4 separate regions of the Mus musculus genome follow, and regions 1, 2 and 4 are each linked to region 3. A link is a contact called in public Hi-C, HiChIP or PLAC-seq and promoter capture Hi-C data. All regions are on one chromosome and are shown on one strand. The core of a region is the stretch at or near the end of the contact, and the rest is flanking DNA. Distances in the headings are between cores, read along the strand shown.

Evidence for each region. Promoter capture Hi-C pulls out the DNA fragments that hold promoters and counts their contacts. Hi-C and Micro-C count contacts between places; a contact is called where the count stands out from the background. HiChIP or PLAC-seq counts read pairs in DNA pulled down with a chosen protein or histone mark.
Region 1: a Hi-C map of embryonic stem cells shows a contact between it and region 3, with 6 times the contacts expected there. The contact joins the promoter of Tnks1bp1 here to the promoter of Tfpi in region 3. A contact is called at or near these places in 3 of 39 promoter capture datasets (cranial neural crest, neural stem cells and pre-B cells), 4 of 484 Hi-C or Micro-C datasets (CD8 T cells, Th1 cells, embryonic stem cells and 1 more), 3 of 115 datasets of contacts at active chromatin or transcription factors (embryonic stem cells and thymic regulatory T cells) and 2 of 9 other capture datasets (adipose tissue and liver).
Region 2: a contact with region 3 is called in a FOXA1 HiChIP or PLAC-seq map of pancreatic cancer cells. The contact joins the enhancer-like site here to the promoter of Tfpi in region 3. A contact is called at or near these places in 2 of 39 promoter capture datasets (both in liver) and 2 of 115 datasets of contacts at active chromatin or transcription factors (embryonic stem cells and pancreatic cancer cells).
Region 4: a promoter capture Hi-C map of pre-B cells shows a contact between it and region 3, with 5 times the contacts expected there. The contact joins the promoter of Fam171b here to the promoter of Tfpi in region 3. A contact is called at or near these places in 12 of 39 promoter capture datasets (the C10 cell line, the SN4741 cell line, cranial neural crest and 7 more), 1 of 115 datasets of contacts at active chromatin or transcription factors (embryonic stem cells) and 1 of 9 other capture datasets (liver).

What each region holds. Positions count from the first base shown.
Region 1 is chr2:85,048,656-85,052,713 of GRCm38.p6, reverse strand. It overlaps Tnks1bp1 (tankyrase 1 binding protein 1), which reads right to left and starts at 2,254. Exons shown (of 12, transcript NM_001081260.2): 1 at 2,154-2,254; 2 at 1,741-1,853; 3 at 159-789. The coding sequence starts at 1,834.
Region 2 is chr2:83,708,250-83,712,195 of GRCm38.p6, reverse strand. No RefSeq gene overlaps it. Among named protein-coding and RNA genes, the nearest start is that of Itgav, 14 kb to the left of the region's middle. Within about 2 kb of position 1,950, at least 60 of the 459 cell types and tissues checked have an H3K27ac peak or open chromatin away from gene starts, as enhancers often do. A contact at or near this core is called in embryonic stem cells, liver and pancreatic cancer cells, where this site is marked.
Region 3 is chr2:84,472,111-84,476,089 of GRCm38.p6, reverse strand. Tfpi (tissue factor pathway inhibitor) reads left to right here and starts at 1,916. Exons shown (of 9, transcript NM_011576.1): 1 at 1,916-2,147; 2 at 2,291-2,391.
Region 4 is chr2:83,810,715-83,814,456 of GRCm38.p6, reverse strand. Fam171b (family with sequence similarity 171, member B) reads right to left here and starts at 1,845. Exons shown (of 8, transcript NM_175514.3): 1 at 1,480-1,845. The coding sequence starts at 1,708.

The sequences.
Region 1 (4,058 bases), core at 1,005-3,504, 580 kb before region 3:
CCACCATTTGCTACAGAGATGCTCTGGGCCTTAGCCTGGGTTTGCCTGAATTCACCTAAGTAACCTGACAGTAAAGATGATAACCCAAACTTGAGCCCACTTCCTCCATAGCCCCTTTAAGACTTCAAGGAACTATACAAACTCTTCTCAGCCCTTACCTCTCCTCAGGAGTCTTGCTATGCTCTTCCTGGCACTCTGCAGGAATCTCTGCTGTCCCCTCCTGGGACCGTCCTTTGGCAGGGGACTTACTATCCTCCTCTCTGGGGCAGGGGGCACCATAGGTCCTGGGGCCATATCGAGAGCTGCCATCGTGGTTAAAAGTGAGGCGGGAGCCCCAGAGGCGGTCAGGGCTGGCCAGGATCTCTTTCCGTGGCTGCTCCATCTTGGCCAAAATTTCTTCTACTGTACAGGCTGCAAACCGCTCAGAGGAGGGACGGAAAGGGGCAGGGGCCTTCCTCACACCTCCCAGGGCAGCGCACCGAGCTGGGGGTGTGAGAGGGGGCAAGTCTTCTTTCCCAGCATCCTCCTTCCCAGACTCTTGGGTAACGTCTCCTCCAGCGGTTGCTTCAGCTGAAGGCCTTGGTGCAAACGGGAGGGGACGCTTGCTGACCCCATAGGGCTGAGGTCCTGCCAGCATGTTCATCTTCCGGGCAGAAGGCAGCTCAGCCAGGGGACCCCGAGGAGGGCGAGGCCCAACAGGCACCAGGAGGCTGGGTTTGGCAGGCAGAGCTGGCTTGCTGGGCAAGCCCCGGGGTTTGGGCTTGACAGGGGGCTTGGCTCGTGGGTCACCTTCGGAAGGAAGGATTCATTAGGAACTGTCAGAAGAACCATGAGACATAAATTCTTGTGACTCCTGCTGCACCGAATCTTCCACACTCCAACCTTGGAACCCATCGTTCTAGGTGCAAGTCAGTACCGCCTGTTCCAGGAAGGCTTCCTTGGTTTTTCACATCCCATTATATAGCCTACCTTCTCCAAACTCCTACAACGTGGGCTTTGACCCCTTATCCCTCTAGCATCCTATTTTGCTCCTAACACAGGTTCCTATCGAATGAATGAATGGAGCAGATAAGCATACCCACTTGCCTGGCCTCACCATACTGTCAGCCTGGGAACCCGATGGAGCCCTATTTCTTTACACCACATTTCCATAGTGAAGTTTTGACCCTAGCTGAGCTCCCCTTGTACACCCTGCTGCACCTCTTCCTCTTGCCACCTCAGTCATCCAGTTCATTATCAGGAATGCAAGCTTTCTATTGACCTATGTCAAACAGAAGTAAATCTGCCACAGGAAGGAAGAAGGAAAAAAAAAAAAAAAAAACAAGGGCAGAAATCCACCTTCTATATAAGGCATTGTAATGCCAAATAAAAGACCTTGGGAATTACTCACGGCCACAACCTTCTATAATAGAATCTTGTATCACCCACTCATTCAGCTAAGCATTTAAAAAGTCTAGACAGGGAGAAAGAAGGGCACTCCATTCTCCTTCTGTGCCTCAGTGTCTCCTCCTCCAAGGCTCCCTGGAGTTGTCTCAAAGGCTCTGCTTCCATACCGGCTGGGGCTCTACCTCACTCCCACCAGATGCCAAGGCCCGTGAGCACTCATTTCAGACTCACTGCCTCTCACCTCCACTGTCACTCCAGCTACCTGCCGGGACGGAAGAGGGGTGCAGCCTCCACCCCACCCCCGGCCCTCCTCCCAGCCAACGGCCCCACCCTGCACCCAGCACCCATTGGTACCTGGCTCGGAGCCAACAGGCGCCAGCTCCTCCTCCATATCCTGGGGCAGTGGGGAAGCCATGGCTGTGCCTTCCCTGAGAGTGGATCCTTTCATCACATAGGGCACACCCTGCCTGAGAAATAGGAAGCAGTGTGAGCCGGCCGAAGTGACTGAAGACCCAGGGAAGGGAGAGGTGGAGAAGGGAAAGCTGAGAAAGGCAACAGGCTTAGCCAAGGAAGTCTATTTCTAACCCAGGCAGTGTGGGACAGGAAGAGCGAACTCCAGGGGGAGGCCGGGAAGGTTCCCACAGCCACATCCTCAACTCTTGACACGACTCTCCAACCCTTGGCTCTGAACCTCAGTGATCCAGCACAGGAGGGAGCCACCTCCACCCACACCACCCCCAGGATCCGTCCTGTGATACCCTACTTACAGCTCCTGAGGCAACCCTCTCGGGTCAGGGAGCCCCACTAGAGGTGTCCACTCTGAGCGGAGCAAGAAGGCCAGAAACTCTCAAGTCTCTGGAATCACCTCATGGGACGGGAAAAACCCGCTCCTCCCCAACCTGGGGCTCCGCCCCACAGCCGGCCCCCCTCTTCCCATTCTCCTCCCTCCCTCCACGGCTGGGAGTGGCTCCCTACCCCCCCCCCATTCTCCTTTCACATCCCTGCCCCCCTCCAGCACTCAAGAGCTGTCTCATCCAAACACAGGGACATAAGAAATAAAAAGTAAGCATCTGGAATACATTTTTTTCCCTTTAATTTCTCAATCGTTTTGGCTTCAGCTTGGAATTTGATGAGGTAAAGCCAGGGCCTAGTCCTGTTACCATAGCAATGGCCTCCCACTGGATTTCCAGGGCCTAGCCAAGGGGAAGGAGGAGCCGGCCCAGGATGGGCAGGGAGGACAGACTGGGCTTGATTGCTTGTGGGGTGGGGGGTGTAACTGAGAGGAAAACTCCCTGGGGTTGCCCCTTCCAGGACAGTCAGGGAGGGACCTGCAAAAGCCTGTGACATAGGAATGGGTGTGCACCCTAAAGGAGTTTTGAGGGGTCAGAAGAAACTAAACCAGATGATAGCCACATGGTAGTAGCCTGTGCCAGGAGCCTCTGGAGCTGATATTGTAAGATCTAACAACTAAATGGGTCTGTCACTTCAGAGCTGTGCGACTAGTCTAAGGCATACTGCTTAAAAAAAAAAAAAAGTATTAAATGAGTTTCAAGTCAAACAATGCATGCAAAATACCAAGCCTGGAAGTGGTAAGTAACAGTTGGCCATTATTAATGTGACTCCATTCAGTGTCTCCCATGAGCTAACTAGCATCCTTGGTAACCACCTCTACCTACCTCTCCCCCTACCGTAGGCTGCGTCTCTAGACCATTCCTTCATGTCCCCCCCACCTCAAATTCTTCAGGCCTTCCACCCCCTCAGTTCCCACCCTGGCTGCTGAAGCACCCTCCCACTCTCAAGCCCCCCCTCCGGCTCTGGTGGTGACTAGTGAACACTGCTCCTCTGGTTCAAGAGCAAGGGAGACATGCCAAACACATGGAATGCACAGAGCCCTGGAGGGCAACCCAACCCTCTCCAACCTCAAGGCTCCCCTCCCACTCCAGCTGCTCTGAGAAGACAGTTCTCAATTCTAAGAGACCTGTGGTGCCCAGCCTTTGCAAAAGATGTCCCCATCCGCTTGACCCTGTCCCAGCTTATTTAAAGAGGGTACAGACAGTAACTCCGTCAATGTCAAAAGGCTGATCAGCCAACTACCAGGGGCTGTTTTCCTTGTATGTGGGTGAATAACGCTTGAAGGCGGAGAGATGACAGAAAAATTAAATTAAATTAAAAATATATACAAGATTGCTTGCTTGTCCTTGAACATTATTACAAGGGATATGGTGAAGGTGGTTAGAAATGGAGAAAAACTAGTCCAAAACAGAAAAACCCTCTCACCTGCGGTTGAGATAGGGGCTTGATGGACACCTCTGAGGTTAGAAAGAGCTGCAGAGATGAAAACAGGCTCCGAGTCCCCAACAGGGGAGGCGGTTACAGTACACAGGCCCCAGCCAGGAGCCCCAGGTAACCAAGGCCATGTCCATAAGCTGCAGAATCGCAGTACCTCAAGAACTCCCCACTCTTAGTGGTCTAGGGAAATCAGGCAGCCCTGGGAGTAGAGGCTGCCCCCAAAGAATGGAAAGGAGCTATGTAGCCCCAGCCCTGGACAGACACTCAGAAGGGCCTGAGGGCAAGCAGGGTCGTCCCTAAAGGTCTACCACTGGATGTTCAGCTAGTGCGATCAGGAGGGCTAAGTGTTGGAAGAGGGGGGCCAACAGGAAGATGGAACAGCC
Region 2 (3,946 bases), core at 701-3,200, 760 kb after region 3:
GGCTGGTAGTCTTGGTTCTATAAGAGAGCAGGCTAAGCAAGCCAGGGGAAGCAAGCCAGTAAGGAACATCCCTCCATGGTCTCTGCATCAGCTCCTGCTTCCTGACCTGCTTGAGTTCCAGTCCTGACTTCCTTGGTGATGAACAGCAGTATGGAAGTATAAGCTGAATAAACCCTTTCCTCCCCAACTTGCTTCTAGGTCATGATGCTTTGTCCAGGAATAGAAACCCTGACTAAGACACTACCCTTCAGCTTCCTCGCCCCCAGAGGCTTTTTCCTATATAATGCAGACTTTACAAAATATTTACTCTCTGCTTCTAGAAACTATAGTCACTTATATAAAGCTAGTACACTCAATAATCACTCAGAATAAAGGTGAATACATAAATGGATGCAAATAGATAAACTTAATTGCTCAGAGAACAGGCACTCAAAGGTGGTCTTATTGTCTTAGTGTGTCCTAAGAGATGATCTATAGATCTTTGAAGGGAAATTGAGTGTAGAATCACAGGCTAAATAGCAGTCTAGAATAAACTGTTTAATGTAATCTTTTATCTCTTTTAGGTGTTGGTCTGGTGTTTGCTACTGATGTGATTATTGATATATCAGCTTATCAGTTCTACCAAGCCTTTTTAAAAAAGTATATAAATATTATTGAAAGAGGTTGCATATCCCTAAATAAGTAGCCGAAGCAGCAAAGTAAACTTGGAAATGAGTATGGAATAAAGTCACGGAAGTTGTTTTCCTGCTGTGATGGTTGATTTAAGTGTCAGCTTGTCACATGTTACAGTCACCTGAGAGCAAGGAATCTCAATTGAGGAATTGCCTCCAGCAGACTGACCAGCAGGCACCGCTCGGGGGGGGGGGGGGGGGGGGTTCTTCTTTAATGACCAAAATGAAGGATTTAAGTCCACCATGGGGGGGGGGTGCAGTTCCGGGGGGGGAGGGTTCTTCTTTAATGACCAAAATGAAGGATTTAAGTCCACCATGGGGGGGGGGGTGCAGTTCCTTGGAAGGTAGTCCTGGGTTTTCTAAGAAATGACTGAGCATGTCAGAAGAAAGCAAGCCAGTAAGCTGCCTTTCTCACTGGTCTCTGCTTCATTTCCTGCTCCAGCTTTTCTGTCTTGAGTTCCCACATAACCAACCTGTGAACTAAAAGCACTTCCTCCTCAAATTGCTTTTGGTCATGGTTTAACCCAGTAACAGAAATGCAACTCAGATACCTAAAGCCCGCCATTCTTTGCTGAAGATTAGTAAATGTGGGTAGAGATAGCACCATCAATGAGTACGGATCTGTGTTTAACTTTATTTTTTTTCAAGACAGGGCTTCTCTGTGTAGCTCTGGCTGTCCTGGAACTCACTCTGTAGACCAGGCTGGCCTCGAACTCAGAAACCCGCCTGCCTCTGCCTCCCAAATGCTGGGATTAAAGGCGTGTGCCACCACACCCGGCTGTGTTTAACTTTTTTAAGTAATCAGAAAGACTGGCAGAAAATCCCATTCTTCAGTGATTCATTGTTATTTAATGTAAAGCTTTCGAGTCAAGTTACAAAAAAGAAAGAAAGAGACCTCTTTAGCTACTGGTTCCTTCTGAACAAAACTACAGTTAATGCGTTTCCCACTGCTAATACTTAAATGTAGGATCCTTTATGGCCTGGTCGTTATCGGCAAACATCTATGCAGTAGACTTTACAGTATAGAGCATGGCAAAAGCCACACTCAATTCAGATAGACAGGAGCTTAGCTACTCTCATTATTCAACCTCTCATTTGACCTCTTGGTTTCAGTCACATCCGGTTTTTTATTATGTATACCAAGGGGACCTGGTCAAATTCCTCCCCGCTGAGTCCTAGCTTCACTTAAGAAATACGGCTGGTATTAGGCTTGTTTGTATTGCTATGAAGTTGTAAGGTTCAATGCATTTCGGAACAGTGACAGGTTTACAGTCATAGTTACTGTTTTACTACGACATTGTACACTGCCCTGCTGTTCGCCGTGTGGGCTATTTTAAGAACATGCTTATGAGCCTTTCATGGAAGGAAGAGCAGATTACCAGTGCTTAGAGGTAGAGGGCACGGGCACACTCACAGTTTCAGCTGGCTGACTTTGTAGGAAAAACAGATCTCAAACTGATTTTGCCCTCACATACCATGGGGCAAACATTTTCTGAAAGGGATACCAAGAGAAGGACACACAGTTAAGCGCTCTCAAAACGATTTGCCAGTCACCTCTTCTGAGTCACCTTTGACCCTGCACTTGCAGACTTCTTACGGTTGTTTCCAAGAAAGACTTGGTAACTGGTCCTGCGGCTGGTGGTTTATAGGTTATTTCTCTGCTGGTGAAATGAGCCAATTCAAGCAAAATTAAAGTATACAAAGGCAGGTTTATTGGGAAACAGCTCTCCGGAGAGTTCACTGGTCCCAAGGTCTGAGGCCAGGGAGGTTGCCTTGGGGAGGGGGACAGAGAGATGGGGGAGAATGTCTTGGTGTTAGTTACTATTACAACTTGGTTTTGTTTTGTTTTCCAAAAGCAAGGCTTTCATTTCCTTTACATCATTCAGAGAAACTAGCTTGGCTTAGAGGATACTGCAGTCCTACTGCGTTTTCACACTAGAGACAAAATACAATTAATTACTACTGGTCACTGCACTGGCCCAGCTGCCTTTCTTGTTGAGTGACTTGATCTGCAAAGTCCTTTTCCACAGTTGCTGAGAGGCATGAGTCCCTCGTGCCATTGGCTGGAGTACTCAGACAGTCCAATTTTAGGACTTTTTACATTTTCCAGGTTCTGGAAGCCAGACAAAAACAGTTAAATCAGGATATTCAGTGCACTGAAAGGGCATAGCTAAGGGAGGCTATTCAAACCCTAACATGGCCCCACTTTAAAATGTGTTCATGAAAGCTCTGGAACATTAGGAGGGAAGACACAATCTGTGCTGTAAGCAGGTTTCCTGGATTACATGGAACCACAGGGCATCAACCACGGGACGCCCACATCTTATTCCTCCAGGCGTCCACTAACATTTAGAGTATTTTATCTGTGAGCTCTAATGGGACATAGTGTGGAGAGCAGGACTTGAGAGGATAACTACCCTGAGGTTCTATGAGGGAAAACCTAGTAGGTGTGGAACAACACAAGACAGTAAGACAGGTAAAACAACATACTTGTCATAACTCTCTTTATAGATCTGGAAAACTAGATACACACTACCTATACACACTTACTGTTTAATGTTTGCATGCACTATCTATACATAATGTTTACTGTGACAAGCCTCTTAAGAAAAGTCTATGCTAGGAGCTAGAGAGCTGGCTCAGTGGTTAAGAGGTCTCTTGCAGAGGACCTGGTTCTCAGCACCCACATCCTGGCTCAGGACCTCCAGTTCCAGGGGTCCAACAAACTCTTCTGGCTTCTGCGGGTCTCAGTCACACACATAGTGAACAAATGTACATTCAAGTAAAGCACTCATAAACATAAAATAAAAATAGTTTACAACCCAAACTCTGCAATCTAGGTGTGGCTGAAGGTAACAGTGCTTCTGGGACTCAGTCATTGCCAACTGGTCAATGCGACTGATCAAACTCTTTCTGCGGCTCTGTTCTTGTTCAAGTTAGAATTAAAAAAAAAATCTATAAATTGACTGTTAGGGATGGAAGAACGGTTAAGGAGAAGAGCGCTAACTAGAGGAGGCATCAAGTGTTTTAAGATCTTACATACTGGGCGTGGAGGTGGAATGTCTCCACTGTTAAGAGCACTTACAGAGGACCCAGGCTTGGCTCTCAGTGCCCCAGGAGCTCACAATTGTCCACAACTCCAGTTCCGAAGGTCCTACACCCTCTTTAGGCCCCTCACATACACAGACATGCATGCTGACGTGCACCCAGCCAAAACTCTCACACACTTTTTAAAAAAGATTTATTCATTTATTTTATGTGTATGAGTACACTGT
Region 3 (3,979 bases), core at 667-3,166:
TCAATGGAGCCATCTGTCACTTCTGCCAGAAGTAAGGGAAAGGACAACTTTTGGCCGATGGGAACTGCTTTCAAAAGTTCCGGAGGCATGGTGGCTTTTATTTATCCTCCAGAAATCCTTCTGTGGTCCAGCTTGAGCTCATTTCTGTATATTTGGACAGCTGAGAGAACTAATAGTTCCAGCCTTTTGTTGATGATAAAGGGTGATGTAGTGTCTCTCTTCCGTAGCTGCTTCTTAGGTGGAGAGGGTTGTCCTGGCAGGCTAGGAAAGCTGGAATTCCAGAGTTGCAGGCTGGGATGGGGTGGGTGTGGATGTGGAGGTGGGGGTGGGGGTATGAGTGGGGGTGGGGGACAGGGTCTGGTTTGCTGAGTGAACCTAAAGAGAGAGACAAAGAACAATTACATTGGCTTACCAGTGGCAAGGGATCTTCTGAGCAATGACAGATGGAAGCCCTGAAGTTTGCATGAACTGTTTTAAGCATATAAAAAGAGGTTAAAGGTTTAGATAGAATGACCACTGTCTGTGTTCTGCAAGGAAGTACTCATTGTAGCAAAGCAGTTAACAAAAATCTGTAAACAGTTGGAATAGACCTTTGAGCCTTAGCAAAACAAAGCTTGAAAAGTTATTAGCATAATAGGAGCATGAACATTTATTTATCTGTAATAAGACAGAGATTTCTTGTCAGGGAAGAGAACAAAAGAACAGAGGTGTTTTTTTCACAATGATAAGTGCCTTTATTTAGAAAACAACTAAAGAAAATTAACAATTTTGGGCCTGTGACTATGATGTTTTTAAAAAGTTTAGTAGCCAGTGTTTTACCAGGGCTAGATTCATCAGAACTCCACTGAGTGAACCCTGAAGTCTTCACATCGTATACCATCTTGAAAGTCTCATTTTTCACGCACCTTAAATCATTTTCACATACTTTGAATCCCTTCCTCAGACCTTGGCAAGTTGCATAAACTTTAAACTTTTTTTTTTTTTTTAAAATCTGGAAAACTCTAATACTTTGAGGCATAGGTGTTTGATTAGTGAACAAAGTCACAAAAAAGTAAGCTCTTTTGAATAAAGGAACAGCAGAGAGCAAGTTTTGAGTAACAACACGATGGCTTGAGTTTGCTCTCACACTGAAATCTGTTTTTGTGAGTTTATCTTTCTCAGCAGGAAGCCTGTCAGCGAGGCAAACGTGTCTGTGAGCTTGCCTGTCTCAGCTGGAGACCTGAGCTCTGGAAAAGGCAAGGCCTTAGGAAACGGTCTGACTAAGCAGCTGTGTCCCTGAGAAGGCAAGGCCTTAGGAAACGGTCTGACTAAGCAGCTGTGTCCCTGAGGTGAGAGGCTAAGATTTATCAGATTGCTGCTCCCAATCTGATAAAACACGCAGTCAACATCACCCCAGAGGTCTGAGGGTAAATTTGAGCAGGAAGTATAGACCAAATGGCCTCTGGGCCAATTAAGAATGACAGATTTAACTGCCACCTGAACAGTCAGTATGGTGATCTGTTGTGAGCAGAGGTGAACCGAGTTTTGCAGCCACACACACAGGGCAGCGTTAAGTCTTCAGTTAACCACAGTGGGCAGCAATCAGCCCTCAGCCACCAGACCCAGACGGTCTAAGAGATTTTCCCGTGGAACTTGGGAAAACTACCTTAGAGAGGCAGAGTAGGGCAGAATAGGATCCCACAGTGTCCACAGTTTGGGCAGGACCCAGGCCTCGGGTGAGCCTGGGGCAGTGCTTTGCTCCAGGTGAAGTCTGTGGCCGCCCATCTTCTTTCCTGTTACCAGAAGCTGGGTATTGTTGTCTATTAGGGTAAAAGTTTGACAGACTTCCTGGTAGGCACCAGATAGGGAGAGGGCCGTGGCTAGATAATGGCTAGCTTCCTCACCTATTGACTTTGACACAAAAGCTTCCAGGGGAGAATCCTTACTGAGGGACTGGCTCAACAAGGTCAAGACCTGATGAGGACATGTCACACATAGTTTCACAGTTTCATAGTTTCGGACCAATCAACGGCAAACTGACCAACCCTGAAGTGGGGGAGGAAGACTCTTCGAATGCTTTAAAACCTCAGGACTCGAGAGAAGAGACTGGGGTTTTCGGCTTCCCGAGCAACCTTTACAGAGAATCTTTTTCTCCGTGTGTCTGACGCGTGAGTGTGTTCCCCACCCTAAGTAGATGCTTGCCTTTAACTCCTACTTCTCTCTATTGCTCTTCTGAAATTTCCTGCCTTTAATTTCTTTAACTGCCAGAGAAACGGAACCCAATTAAGACCCTCTAAACTATTATTTTTAGACTGTATCACTTTCGGGACCTGTCTCCGGATTTCTTCTGAAGACGGTATAATTTTGGGACCTCATCTCCAGATCTCATTTAAGGACTACTGACTCATCAAGGTAAGAAACCCAAGGGAGATGGTGGTGGTGGTGCGGTGGAGGTGTGCTGGCCAGTCCAGTTGGCCCAACTACAAGGTGTCCAGGTGCATTGCTCAGTGTCAGTCACGATGTCACCGTCGCTTCTGGGCAGAGGTGCTCATTCGGGAGATGGCACAGAAGCAGGAAGCAGACTTCTGCGTTGGCACTCTTGGTGCCCTGCGGGGGCATTCTGACAAATGCCCTTTTATGGTGCCTGCCCACCCTCACTAGTTGTTATCCCTTGCTCTCATCACAACCTCAAACTGAGAAGAAAGGCCAGATGCAGGGGCACTCCTGTAATCCTAGCCCTCTGAGGCAGAGTGAGGTGGGTCTGTAAGTTTCAGTCAGCCTGGTCTACAGTGAGACTAGCCACCGATAAGAAATGAAGTTGTGGTCCAGATATGCCCTCCCACCCCCGGATTGGTTTCTAAGTCTTCTAAGTCTTGGTTTAACTATAAAATATGCCAGAATATTTCAGATACTTATGAATGTCCTCTTCTCTAGCAGTACACATTGAATAACCACACTGTCGATAAAAGTTTTTTAATCGTTTTTAACATCTCAATTTGTCCATGCTATTTTGTCGCAACTTAAGAGTATTCTCTTTTTTTTTTTTCCCCATGAAGTGATTTCCATTTTTACTTTGTTTGTGTTTTGCTTTTGTTTTTTGAAACAGGGTTTCTCTCTGTATAGCCCTGGCTGTCCTGGAACTCGATCTGTAGACCCAGGCTGGCCTCGAACTCAGAGATCCGCCTGCCTCTGCCTCCCCAAGTGCTGGGATTAAAGGTGTGCGGCCACCACCGCCCGGTCCACTTTTACTTTTTATATTATGAATAAGTGGTTAGAGCCACATGATCTAAAGAGTTTAGCATCTTTATTCCAAGAGGAGCCTTATTTATTTTATAAAACCATTTCTGTCAACTACTTTGTACCTAAAAGAAAAAAAAATAATCCTTAAAATGGCCACAGTTTCAAATATGGACATATTATGACATCAGGGAATTTTATATTGAGCAATTCTCCAGAAAATTACACCCTCTGTAACTAAAGTCAAGACCAAGTCAAACTAAGGCCAAGATTCACTATTGGATTGGTCAGTCTCTCAGGAAGATGATGAACCAGAGCCAGGAGCCATGTGTTTGTGTGCTTTCATTTCTGGTTTGTTTTAAAACTGCTTCATGTTCTAATATTCATTCTTCGGGTCCAAAATGGTTTATTTCATTGCTCCCCATACTTAATTTTTGAGCAGGGGAGTCTTTAAAAATATGATCAGCTGGGCAGTGGTGGCACACGCCTTTAATCCCAGCACTTGGGAGGCAGAGGCAGGCTGATTTCTGAGTTCGAGTCAGACCTGGTCTACAGAGTGAGTTCCAGGACAGCCAGCCAGAGGTATACAGAGAAATCCTGTCTTGGAAAACCAAAAAAGAAAAAAAAAAATCAACTGGGTGTGGCCAGATCTCTGAGTTCAAGGCCAGTCTGGTTTATGGAGTTCTAGGGCAGCCAGGCTACACAGGGAATCCTTACCTTGGAAAATTGAAAAAGTAAAACAGGTCAACTTAGTCTCCCCTTC
Region 4 (3,742 bases), core at 596-3,095, 660 kb after region 3:
TGAAAACACAATCTCCAGCTTTAACATAAGCCTCATGCACTCCACGGCACTAACACTTCCGGGTACTAAAAACCCAGTAAGAACCAAAGAACTGCATACCTTTCCATTGTAACCACCTTTGAGTGCTATTAATCGGTTTAAGGGGGTAGGGGGGGTGTCAGAAATGCATGCCTTCCCCTGTGCACTTTGGTGATTTCATCCCATGCTCAAAGCACTCCAAGAAATTAAATCATCCCGGCTGTGTCATGAATCACAGCTGGCATGCCTCCGAACTGCTCTCCGATGATGAGCAAGCAAGATAATCTAAGACGCTGATTCCACTCTACAGAATTTCATTTTTAGCATCTTCTATAATGCTGCTAGGCAGATTTTAAAACAAAAATATCAGTGTTATAACACTCACTCATCTAGGGTTTGTGAAACCTCAGCCCACTACCCAGAAAATTGGTGGGGTTTTGTTGTTGTTGTTGTGTTTTGTTTTCATTTTTTAAAAAGCCCCCCCCTTTTTTCCCCCAAAGCCCAGACAGAATTTAAAATGTAAAAGGTAACTAAGTGGATTGTGGGCTGGGTAAAAGCTATTTAAACGGATAACCCAGCTCTTTGCTCTTCGGAGAGCTTTACCTGAGGGAGAGGGAAACAGAAAATAGAGGACTGTGATGGTCATATAAATTACACCCGTATCTCATCACCCTTTACCGAATGAGTCAAGAGATGGCTCATTTAAGTTCCACTACAAGGAGATTCCCCTCAGGGGGAGGGGCTGGTTATGCTACCCAAACACCACTCCAAGCTACCTGTCTCCCTCCCACATCCCTTCCTTCAACTACAAACTCCTGTTTCATTTTTTTTTCTTTCATCTTATTGTAGCAAATGCATTTTTTCCCTGTTTTTGCAAGCCGCCTTGGATCTTTCCTGGGGTAAGAAGAGAAATATAAAGAAATAGAGATCCCGCCCCCCCCCCCACTTCCCCGGTTCTAAATTTAAATACAGCAGGCAGGGAGAAACAGTGCAAACGCTGTGTGGGTGTACATGGCAAGACGGTTTGCTCAGTATCTAGGAGAGGATAGAGAAGAGAATGCTAAAGGGATTTGAGAGCGTGTGTGTGTGTGTGTGTGTGTGTGTATGTGTGTGTGTGTGTGTGTGTGTGTGTGTGTGTGTGTGTGTGTGTGTAGAAAGAAGAGGGAAAATAAGATTAGTGGAATAGTGGAAACAGGCACCCATCTTGACCATCCTTACCGTCCACCCCCACCCCACCCCCAGCCCCCGACCCTTCTGAAGCCCACTGCAGTGCTCTGCGGGAAAGATTTCCCACCCGAGCAAAGAGCTAAAGGCCGAACGGGCAACCTGGGAAGACGCGAAGGAATTGAGACCAGCAAAGATAGGCTAAGCGGAGACGAGAAAGGAGCTAAGAATCCCGGGAAGCCTGATGCGATCGCTGGCACAGAAGAAGTAAAGCAGGGCTGGGCTACCGAGACGTACCTGGAGCCACCAAAGTAGAGGATGCCCCAGGCACCTCCGGCCTCCCCTCCTCTGCCTCCTCCCGCTGCTTTTGCTCTTGCAGCTGCTGCTGCTGCTGCTGCTGGATGAGGCTGAGGTCGGAGCGACTGAGTTCGGCTCTAGCGGCCGCGGGGACCAGCCGCGCCTTCAGCAGCACAGCGGCCAGGCCGAGGAGCAGGGCGCAGGGGACGCGACGGCAGAGCCTCGCCATGGCGAAGAGCCAGGGAGCCACGGAGGCATATTGCGGGGCTGCGGGAGGCGGCGGGCGCCAGGGCTGCGGAACCCGGCCGCGCCCGCTCGCTCGCTCCCCCTCGCGCCGTCTGCGGTGCACAGCCTCGGCAGGAGGAGGAGGAGCGGGCCGGCAAGAGGATGGCGAGCCCGCTTTCGCATCCTCGCGCACGTGACCGCCGGGAGGGGCGAGCGGGGGCCTGGGCCCTGTGGCTACCCAGCAAGTGCTCTGCAAGGTGATGCTGGTGCCCAGGCGTTTAGCTAGGCGGAGATTAACAGGAAAGAGTTTCTGGCCCTTAATCTTTACCGAGGCAGCAGGAAAATGTAGAGTGGAATAAAATTCCTTCCACTAGACACCGAGGTAGAAAAAGGTGGCACATTAATTTCCTTCTAAAGCAATCAGACAACTGTGGTTCAAAAGCCAGGTTCCTTTAACGGAATAGTCTCTGCTGTCCCTTGGCCCACTTACAAGATAAACTGATATTCTCCAGGCTTTTTTTTTTTTTTTTTCTGCTTAAATGAGAATTTCTTTCTTCATCATAAATTATTCCTAATTACACCTTTTCTATTTGTAACCTATACTTTCCATGTGTTTGGAGGGTTTTTTAATTTGTTTTGTTTTTTAATGTCTTGCTAGATATGGTGGCTCACACCTTTAATTTTTAGCACTCAGGAGGTAGAGGCAGGCAAGTATTAGTAATTTGAGACCAACTTTGTTCTACATAGGGAGTTCTAGGACAGCCAGGGACTATAGAGAAAGACCCTGTCTCAAGACAAACAAACAATCAAACAAACAAATAAAAGTCTTATTTAACAAATAATAAACTAGGAGTTCTCTGTGCGTTTTAATCAGGAGCTTAGAATAAGTAAAATAGAATCCCTTCGTTCCAAATACTTACTGCCTGTTAGGGCAAGGCAATAAATATATAAGCAAAATATAGTCCACAGTGGTGGTTGCAACTGAAGAAGCAGTACAGGCATTTAGAGCTTACACAGAGTTGAAAGAAATTAAGTAAAGTCTGTGAAAGACACCGGGGAAGGTAGTCTGCACAAAATAAAAATTCACACAGAAATAGTAGATACCAAGTCGTCGAAAAACTGGAAGTGCGTTTGTGTGTGTGTGTGTGTGTGTGTGTGTGTGTGTGTGAGAGAGAGAGAGAGAGAGAGAGAGAGAGAGAGAGAGAGAGAGGCATAAAAGCATAATGTATTGGGAAAGTTTAAGCTGGGAAAGCAGTTACCAGAGGACTTATCCTTTTCTACAGTGAGTGCAGACTATTAAACTGTTTAAAAATAACTAGCAGACACTTGTGCTTACTGTGTGAGGCACTGTTCTGGCATCTCACAGATGGCAAATGCAGCAACCTTGGATGCTATATAAGCAAGCAGAAATCTACACTAAAGACCATTCTGGAGGTTGATTGGGAGAGAGATACCTACCAACCATGCTTTTAATTTTCTTTTTTGAGGGTCACTTTGCTATCAGCATGAAAGACAGATTGGAGAAGGGAAGGCAGGGAAGAGAGATGGACACATTTGAGACATTTGTGATAAAACAAAATCAAATAACAAAAAATGAGAAGTGACAAAATGCATGATCCTAAAAACAAGAGGAAAGACAGGGGAAATTGGTATTTAAGGTTGGAGTCAGCAGAGATAGATGGTTGATGGAAGTTGATGGTGACGAGGTAGGCTATGTCTGACTGGAGGTCTCAGTTGCCTGATTGAGATCTTAGGTGGCTTATGACATTATCAAGATCAGCTGTCGGAACTGATTAAAGGATAAAGCTACACTGAAGGGCCTCGGCTTTAACAAACTGGAGTGTTTTGTATTTGGAGTGCACGAGGGAAGTTCTACACATAATCTGTCTCATCTGGCTGCACGGCACTCTTCACCTTTTTAAAGCTGGCAGAACATTTGAGCTGCCTTTCTTCTCCCTGCCCTTCTCATTCTTAAGGTTGTCCCTCCCAGTGTTCCCATCTTTGTGGAGACAACAGGCTGGTTGCTCAGTGGTGGAGA